3 separate regions of the Mus musculus genome follow, and regions 1 and 2 are each linked to region 3. Evidence: chromatin contacts called from public Hi-C and promoter capture Hi-C data. All regions are on one chromosome and are shown on one strand. The core of a region is the stretch at or near the end of the contact, and the rest is flanking DNA. Distances in the headings are between cores, read along the strand shown.

Region 1 (2,700 bases), core at 138-2,637, 100 kb before region 3:
AGACCTTGTCTCTAAATGCTGAATAGGCACAGAGTGCTTACATGCTGAGTTAAGGAAGACAAACCCCCAAGCAGGAAGAGAGCTGTCCAATGTTGCCTGAATAGGAAACCACTGGGGCAGAGAGAACACAAAAGAAGAAAGTAATAATGTAAAAAACACAGGTTTCAGGAAAATTACAAAATGTTCAGATGCTCCACAAAGGTCCATGGTCGTGATGGTGAAATCTGCCCACTGTTCCCCAACTGTATTAGAATGACCACCTTAGCCTTCGCCCCACTCACATCTGCTCTGGGATGAGATGGGAAGCAGACAGGATCATCTGAGGATTACCTTCGGCCGTAGAAAAGAGAGCCCTCCAGCTAAGTGAACGGAACCCCTTCTGGCCACACAGCCAGGGCATGTGTGTCACTCAGTCCACTGACAATGGGCAAACCCATGACAACCTGCTTCTTGCTACTCTGTGCTCTATAATGTACCTATATGAAGCAAATTTCTGAGCATAGTGATTCTTCTATAGAGATAAGTATCTGTCGTTCAAACCAAAGGGAAGGGATGGTGAACTTAAGAGACTATAAAGCTGAGTAGGGTGGTAGAAAAATAGGTGGTTTTCCAGTTGAGGAACAAACATCAGGGAAAGAAGAATATTTCTTTTGAGATTGCTCATGAGTCCACAAAGCTCTGTTTTCTTAGCCAAACACACCACACCCTTGGAACCTTCATATATAACACATTAATATTTTCTAGGAATTTCCACTGGAAGGGAAGGATTCAGCAATAGCTTGTTAGGATGGAAGGAAAGTGAAAATCAAAACAAGGAGTGAATGGGAGAAAACTGTCATCTGGATGAAAAGGAAGAACGACCAAAGAATCAAATTTTCTGGGTAGTTTCTCCAAAGCGAGTAGGCCCTGTGGCCTACAGCAGGGAGGCTCCCACACACTGTCCCTTTCAAGGTACAGGGACACTCACAGAGCACTAACTGTGGACCACAGCTAAGCTTCGGTCACAGGGAACCTGGCCTTAAATGTGAACACTAGTGGGTGGCTGGCACTCAGCTCCCAGAGTTCTTACTTCCTCTAATGTGAGCTTCACACACATCTGGGACCTCCCCACTCCTGTTGTTTCTGTTACCTCTTTGCTCCTCATTTTCAGGTCTGACCTGACCTCTACCTGGTAGAAGAGGCAGTACTCTCTGCCTTTGGCTCCTTTTCTTTTCAAATTATGTCCTCAAGCCCTTGATAGCCTCATTCAGAATCCGTCAAGTGGAAAACCAACCACACGATGATGCTCTATTGCGGTTTGATTGTGAAATGCCTTCCCCCTACCTCTGAATCAACTCATGTGTTTGTATAATTGTTTCTGTGCTGTTTCTCTGATTATTATATTTGGGGAAGTTGTAGAATCTTTAGGAGGTGGAGTCTTGTTGAAGAAGGTGAGTCACTGTGATGGGCACAGAGGTTTAAAAGTCTGGCTCCACTTCCTATTCACTGTTTCCTGACTATAGATAGATTATAAACAGCCAGCCTCCTACTCCTGAGCCATGTCTTCCCCCACACACACACACACCCCAGGATGGAATGATCCTCTCCAACTGTAAGCCAGAATAAATCCTGCCCCGCCCCCAGACTCTTTTCTTGACTACTTGACTACAGCAATGAGAAAAGTAGTTAACATACTCTCCTTAGGTACCTTCTGCTCAGCAATGGCCTGACTCAACCTTACATTGCTTTACTTTAGACCGTCTTTGCCAATGGCAGCCTGCATTCTGGGCTCCCAGAGAGGTCCACACCCTAATCCCTAGATCCTGTGGGTTTGAGGGTATCTGAAAGAGAATTTGCAGAGTGTTTAAGTCCTGAGTATGTTTGAGCCAAGGACACGATGCTTAACTACACTGCGGACCAGGGTGTCTTTATCAGAGGGAAACAGAGGGTCAGTGGTGCTGTCGCAGTTGAAACAGAAGTCTCAGTGATGTGAGAAGGCATGAGCTTAGGGATGTGAGAAGTTCCTAGAATCTGTGTCCCTAGAAGGGACACAACTCCACTGGCACTTTGATTTGAACCTAGTGACACCCACACCATGCTGCCGGTTCTCAGATCTATAAGATAATGAATTTGAGTCATGCTGGGCCAAGAGGTTCATGGCAATTATTTTTTCAACAACAACAGAAAATGAACACCACCAATGAAATTATAATAATGCATGTAAATTTGCTAAGCTCTGTCGTTGTTCTTAAAGGGCAAACTCTCCATGAGGCCAGGGTCTTACCTAGCTTCTTCTTGAAACTCCCCCAGCACTCTCAGGCAGTGTGGATCATCTTTGCTGAATGAATATACACCACTGTGTCTGGGCCTTTCTTTTCAGTGACAATGGAGACACAGACTTGGAGCATAGAACTCGAAGAACGCAGCTTCTTGTGTTACTGCCATCACATTTTAGGTGTGAAGGTGGTCCTTCATCTCTGGTTATAGGTAACACCATCATCTTTCTATATCATATATCTATATCATATATCTATATCTACATCTACATCTATATCTATATCTATATCTAATCTATATCTATATCTATATTTTTCTGCTCACAAAATTCCTTTGACACAGTTGTAGCATCCAAGCTGATAGCCCAGCATCTTCAGCACTTCCACCCATCATCTACAACATGATACTGGTCACTTCTGTTTAAATGGGTGTATATCAATGGAG
Region 2 (2,700 bases), core at 33-2,532, 69 kb after region 3:
GGCATTACACTTTAGCACAAGTGGACCTGGAACTCACCCAAGTTAGCCTTGAACGCCAAGGTGATCCTCCTGCCTCTGCCTCTCCCTGGTGCTGAAATCACAGGCAGGCTGCTGAGAAGCAATGCGCTAGAGTAGTGTTTCTCAACCTTTCTCAGGCTGGAATCCCTTAATACAGTTTTTTGCTTTATGATGAGCCCAAGCATAAAATTACTTTCGTTGCTACTTCATAACTGTAATCTTGCTGCTGGTATGAATCGTGATGTAAATATCTGATACGCAGGATAGGATATCTGGATATGTAACCGCTGTGAAAACGTTAGTCAAACTCTCGAGACGGGTCGCGACCCACGGGTTGAGAACCCTTGCTGCAAAGCATCATTGCTTTAGGAGCTGGGCTAATTTATGACCCCATGAAAACAACTGGCTTTTAGAAACCCTGATCCCCCTACAAAACACTGTTTTGCCTGCACACCAGACACCTTCATCCTTATTCGGAGGGATATACATGTCAACCAATTGAGTAACCTTACAATGCCTACTGCCTTCTGGGACTCACTTTCCCCAGTACTAAGTTCGAGGGGTCTCTTCTTCTCTGCCCAGGCTGAGCGTCTCTCTGCTTTTCAGGCTCTAACTTCTACCCTCCTGCTTGGATGAGCCAAGGATAGCAGCTGAGAAAACAAGCCCTACGCGTCTTCAGTCAAGCTTCTCTTAGTTTACCTGTACCACACTGCCCACAATAAGGAAGAAGTCTAGTGTGCAGGGGAAAGACCGCTCTATAAGAAGGTTAAAAAAAAAAAAAAAAAACAGAGTTGTTTGGATGCTTTTCGTTTGGTTTTATTTTATTTGAATTTGCCAGTACAGAGAATTGAACCTAGCCCTCACTCACGTAAGCTAGACAAGAGTTTACCACTGAACTACATCTCCAGCTTTCGTTCCTTTTAAATGACGCAGGAAGGTTTCGGTTTCCTCCTTTGCATGTGGAAGTATTTGCAGTCAGGTTTCTGTGGTTTGTGCTTACTGCCAAGAGCTCTGCTCGCACACCGCATCCAAGCACCCTGAGGGACGCGCATCTCTCCACCGCTACGCCGCATCTACAGCTCAACGCTAGGAAGGAATACAGAGGGGGGCCCCCCGGGGCTGCTCCTAGCCACCTGCAATCTGGCGTCCTTCCTCCACGCACACTTGGAAGCTGTTTCTCGGACGAGGTGGTGAGAGGCACTGCGCCACGCCCCCTCGCGCGCCACCGCGTTCTTAGAGTGCAACCTGCCCGGCGTTCAGGCAGGCGGGCGCGCCATCTGCTGTCCAATACGAGTAAGCAACGCGAATGAAACGTTGCTCTGCAATTCAGCTTGGATCTTCTCTGCAGCTCTTCCCTTGACTCTCAGTTGGGGAAATGTTCTGGAATCCTAGGTTAAGGGTACTTAACTTGGGATCTGTGTGTTAGCTTCAACAAGTCTAGGAACCCTCCAAATACTACTCAGAGTGGGATATTTTTCTGGAAAAGAGGTAGTTTTCCTGAGTCTGACTAATAATGCTATGAATTGTAGATACACACACACACATACACACACACACACACAAAGTCTCTTGAGCAATATTGCCAGGGTATCTGGCAGATGCATATTCAACTTTCCAGATTTTGCCTGGCTGTTTCTAATATTGCCTGGCCACTTTGCTTTCCTGCCAACGAGGCATAAGACAGCCAGTTACTCTGCTTCCTCACCAGCTCCGAGAGCATTAGTCGGCTTTAATTGTAGTCATTCTAACAGGTTGGTGGTACTCTTCCTGTGGCTTGAATTTGCATTTCCCTAATGACTAGTACCGTCAAATGTCTTATCTGCTTATTTGCCCTCCATACATTTTTTGATGGTGTGTTCAAGTCTGCTCATTTTTAATAGATATTTTCATCTTAGCAAGATATATTATTTCAAGCTGAGATGTTAGGTTTCCTTATTTCTGGAACTGGAGAAATATTTCAGCTGTTGGGAGCACTTGCTGCTCTTTCAGACAACCTAGATTCAATTCCAAGCATTCATGTCTGACAACCTCTCTTGGCCTCTACAAGTACCCAAACTCAAGTGCACACATCCAATCATTTTTTAAAGATTTCTTTTTATTTCCATAACATGCAACTCCTTTTATGTATATGTTCTTTTCTCTTAGTTGATACCGTGTATTTGAATTCCTTAATTATGTCCTTTAAAATGCAGGAATATTTAATTCTGACAAAGTGTAATTTATTAATACCTTTATTTTTGGCTGATACTTTTTATTTGCACATAAGTGCTTTTAATTTAAAAAGAAAACAGAACTTTTCCTTTTAGCATCCATCAATGGAGCATCAGCTGCCAAGATGTTTGATCCTTTTGGGACTTCTAATTGAAGCAAAAACTACGTAAGGCATTTCAATACATTTTCTCACATTCAGAGGAAGATCGTGTCTTTCCCCCTCTTTCCAAAGTGCTGAGATAGAAGCATCAGGTTCAGTCTGTGTGCCTTCCAAAGGATGGTGAAGTTCAGGTTGTACGTGGACATTAAAAAGGTCAGAAGCTTGGCAGTGGTCCAACTGTGCAGGAAGAAAGATATTCACATTGATTGTTGAATTGAGAAAATGCTAACTCTCCGTGTGTGGGTCAACCCCACCCCAATAAGGTGCACATCACTAAAGCTGGAGGCATAGGTACACATGAGCGAGATGCC
Region 3 (2,700 bases), core at 13-2,512:
GAAATAGGGTTTGTAGCCTAATAGCCTACATGTATACAAGGCAATACAAGAAAAGAGCCAACAGGCAAGACCCCCCCCCCCAAGTCCCTTCCCCAGGATTTGGCAATCAGTCCTCACTCTCTACTCCCAGAGATACAACTAGCTCCCTCTCACCCTTCCCTCCCTTCCTCCCTCCTTCCCTCCTTCCCTCCTTCCCTCCTTCCCTCCCTCCCTCCTCCCTCCTTCCCTCCCTCCCTCAACTATCTCTTTAGTGACAACCCCAAGCCCCTTCTTAAAATGTCAAGTTCAGCCTAGAGATGCTGCTCACTTGGTAGAGTATGTGCTTGCCTAGAATGCACGAAGCCCTGAATTCCATCCCCAGTATCAAATAAACCAACCACGGCGGTACATGCTTGTAATTCCAGCACTCAGGAGGTGGCCATAGGAAAATCAAGAGTTCAAAGGTATTCTTGTGTTATACAGTGAGCTGGAGGGCAACCTGAGCTACATCATACTCTGTCATTAAAAAAAAAAATCCAATTCATATTCTTCCATACCCTGGTTGCATTTCTCTGTCCTCAATTAATCTTCTCCTAAACTCCTGTCATTAGATGTCTCGCTTCAGATTTTGCTTGTTTGATAAGCTTCCACTTGCCGGTCAGGAATCTGGGTACCCTTCTAACTGTTGGAGAACAGTGCCTAGAATGGAGCCACTGCCTGGAGGTGGACATTAACAATCCACTGAAGGAATGTGTGCAGGGAATAACTGAACGAATGAATGAGCAACAGAAGTTTCTAGGTTTTATCAAGGCCAAAGAGGTTGCAAGGGGGAACTAAAGTATACGCCTGGTCTCAGATGTGACTCAAGTCTCTGTCACCTGCCTAACGCAGGGATTTTCTTCCTTTTGTAGAAGCCAGTTGTGTAGAAGTTGCACATCTCTCTGAACCCATGGCTTGACTCCAGGAGCCCCCATTAGAGGTAAGCATCCCCACCCTACCTTTTAACTGAAGCGTGAACAGGGGGAAAAAATAATCCCAGCGGGCCCCCTGGGGTGTATGAACCGGGATGCCCACACCCGGATCCCCTGCTCTGCTCCCCGCCCCATCCCCGCAGAGGGAGCGGTGCCGGGCGCGGCAGGTCTCCAAGCCGACTAGGCTGGCGCTGGCGTCGGGGCTGCGCTCCTTGGCTGGACCCGCATTGCCCCCTAGTGCCGCACAGAGTCAGGGCGCCCGGGCTTCCCCGCCTGATGTCACCGCCGTGCAGTCAGCCCAGAGGCGGCTCATTGAAAGCAGACCCTCCTCGCGATCGCTGGGCGGAGAAGGCACCGCGGTCCGTAGACCCGCCGCGGGCCGGGCACAGCCGGGCACCCCCGGCCCGGCGCCCGCTCCTCCCCGCGCTCCCGCGCCAGCCCGGCCAGGCGCGCCTGACGTGGACCATTAAACTTGGAGCTGCCGCCTCGTCCCCTCTCTCCTCCTCCTCCCTCTGACAGGCGAGCGAGCCGCTGGGTGCAGGCAGGCGACGTGCTGCCGGGCTAGGCTGCCCGGGGGAGATGACTTCTCGCCAGGAGGACGCCTCTGGAAAGAAGACCACGGAGGGAGCAAAGTTTCAGGGCAGCTGAGGAGCTTTGGTCGCAGCCCTTCCGAGCCCAATCTCCTCCCTGGCTATGGAGGGCGGACTTTAAAATGAATCCCGATCTGGACACCGGCCACAACACATCAGCACCTGCCCACTGGGGAGAGTTGAAAGATGCCAACTTCACTGGCCCCAACCAGACCTCGAGCAACTCCACACTGCCCCAGCTGGACGTCACCAGGGCCATCTCTGTGGGCCTGGTGCTGGGCGCCTTCATCCTCTTTGCCATCGTGGGCAACATCTTGGTCATCCTGTCGGTGGCCTGCAACCGGCACCTGCGGACGCCCACCAACTACTTCATTGTCAACCTGGCCATTGCTGACCTGCTGTTGAGCTTCACAGTCCTGCCCTTCTCCGCTACCCTGGAAGTGCTCGGCTACTGGGTGCTGGGGCGCATCTTCTGTGACATCTGGGCAGCGGTTGATGTCCTGTGTTGCACGGCCTCCATCCTGAGCCTATGTGCCATCTCCATTGACCGCTACATTGGGGTGCGATACTCTCTGCAGTACCCCACGCTGGTCACCCGCAGGAAGGCCATCTTGGCGCTCCTCAGTGTGTGGGTCTTGTCCACGGTCATCTCCATCGGGCCTCTCCTTGGATGGAAAGAACCTGCGCCCAATGACGACAAAGAATGTGGGGTCACAGAAGAACCCTTCTACGCCCTCTTTTCCTCCCTGGGCTCCTTCTACATCCCACTGGCGGTCATCCTGGTCATGTACTGCCGAGTCTACATCGTGGCCAAGAGGACCACCAAGAATCTGGAGGCGGGAGTCATGAAGGAAATGTCCAACTCCAAAGAGCTGACCCTGAGAATCCACTCTAAGAACTTTCATGAGGACACCCTCAGCAGTACCAAGGCCAAGGGCCACAACCCCAGGAGTTCCATAGCTGTCAAACTTTTTAAGTTCTCCAGGGAAAAGAAAGCAGCCAAAACCTTGGGCATTGTAGTCGGAATGTTCATCTTATGTTGGCTCCCCTTCTTCATCGCTCTCCCACTTGGTAAGTTGGGGGCTGGCAGAGGGGAGGTAGACCTACATTGGTTTTCCTGATGATCTCACACCAAAGTTTTTGTGTGGGTTTGGTTATTT

Evidence for each region. Promoter capture Hi-C pulls out the DNA fragments that hold promoters and counts their contacts. A called contact is a pair of places that touch in the nucleus more often than the background predicts.
Region 1: a promoter capture Hi-C map of the SN4741 cell line shows a contact between it and region 3, with 3 times the contacts expected there. The contact joins the enhancer-like site here to the promoter of Adra1b in region 3. A contact is called at or near these places in 1 of 39 promoter capture datasets (the SN4741 cell line), 1 of 15 datasets of contacts at CTCF or cohesin (the NIH/3T3 cell line), 3 of 484 Hi-C or Micro-C datasets (embryonic fibroblasts, nephron progenitors and reprogramming fibroblasts), 2 of 115 datasets of contacts at active chromatin or transcription factors (both in embryonic stem cells) and 2 of 9 other capture datasets (adipose tissue and pancreatic islet).
Region 2: a contact with region 3 is called in a Hi-C map of embryonic fibroblasts, with 6 times the contacts expected there. The contact joins the enhancer-like site here to the promoter of Adra1b in region 3. A contact is called at or near these places in 26 of 484 Hi-C or Micro-C datasets (the C2C12 cell line, the HL-1 cell line, the MC3T3-E1 cell line and 17 more) and 3 of 115 datasets of contacts at active chromatin or transcription factors (VIP interneurons, cardiomyocytes and heart atrium).

What each region holds. Positions count from the first base shown.
Region 1 is chr11:43,939,343-43,942,042 of GRCm38.p6, reverse strand. No RefSeq gene overlaps it. Among named protein-coding and RNA genes, the nearest start is that of Gm12153, 18 kb to the left of the region's middle. Within about 2 kb of position 1,387, at least 8 of the 459 cell types and tissues checked have an H3K27ac peak or open chromatin away from gene starts, as enhancers often do. A contact at or near this core is called in the SN4741 cell line, where this site is marked.
Region 2 is chr11:43,765,598-43,768,297 of GRCm38.p6, reverse strand. No RefSeq gene overlaps it. Among named protein-coding and RNA genes, the nearest start is that of Ttc1, 19 kb to the right of the region's middle. Within about 2 kb of position 1,282, at least 88 of the 459 cell types and tissues checked have an H3K27ac peak or open chromatin away from gene starts, as enhancers often do. A contact at or near this core is called in the C2C12 cell line, VIP interneurons, embryonic fibroblasts and 1 more, where this site is marked.
Region 3 is chr11:43,835,051-43,837,750 of GRCm38.p6, reverse strand. Adra1b (adrenergic receptor, alpha 1b) reads left to right here and starts at 1,262. Exons shown (of 2, transcript NM_007416.4): 1 at 1,262-2,611. The coding sequence starts at 1,663.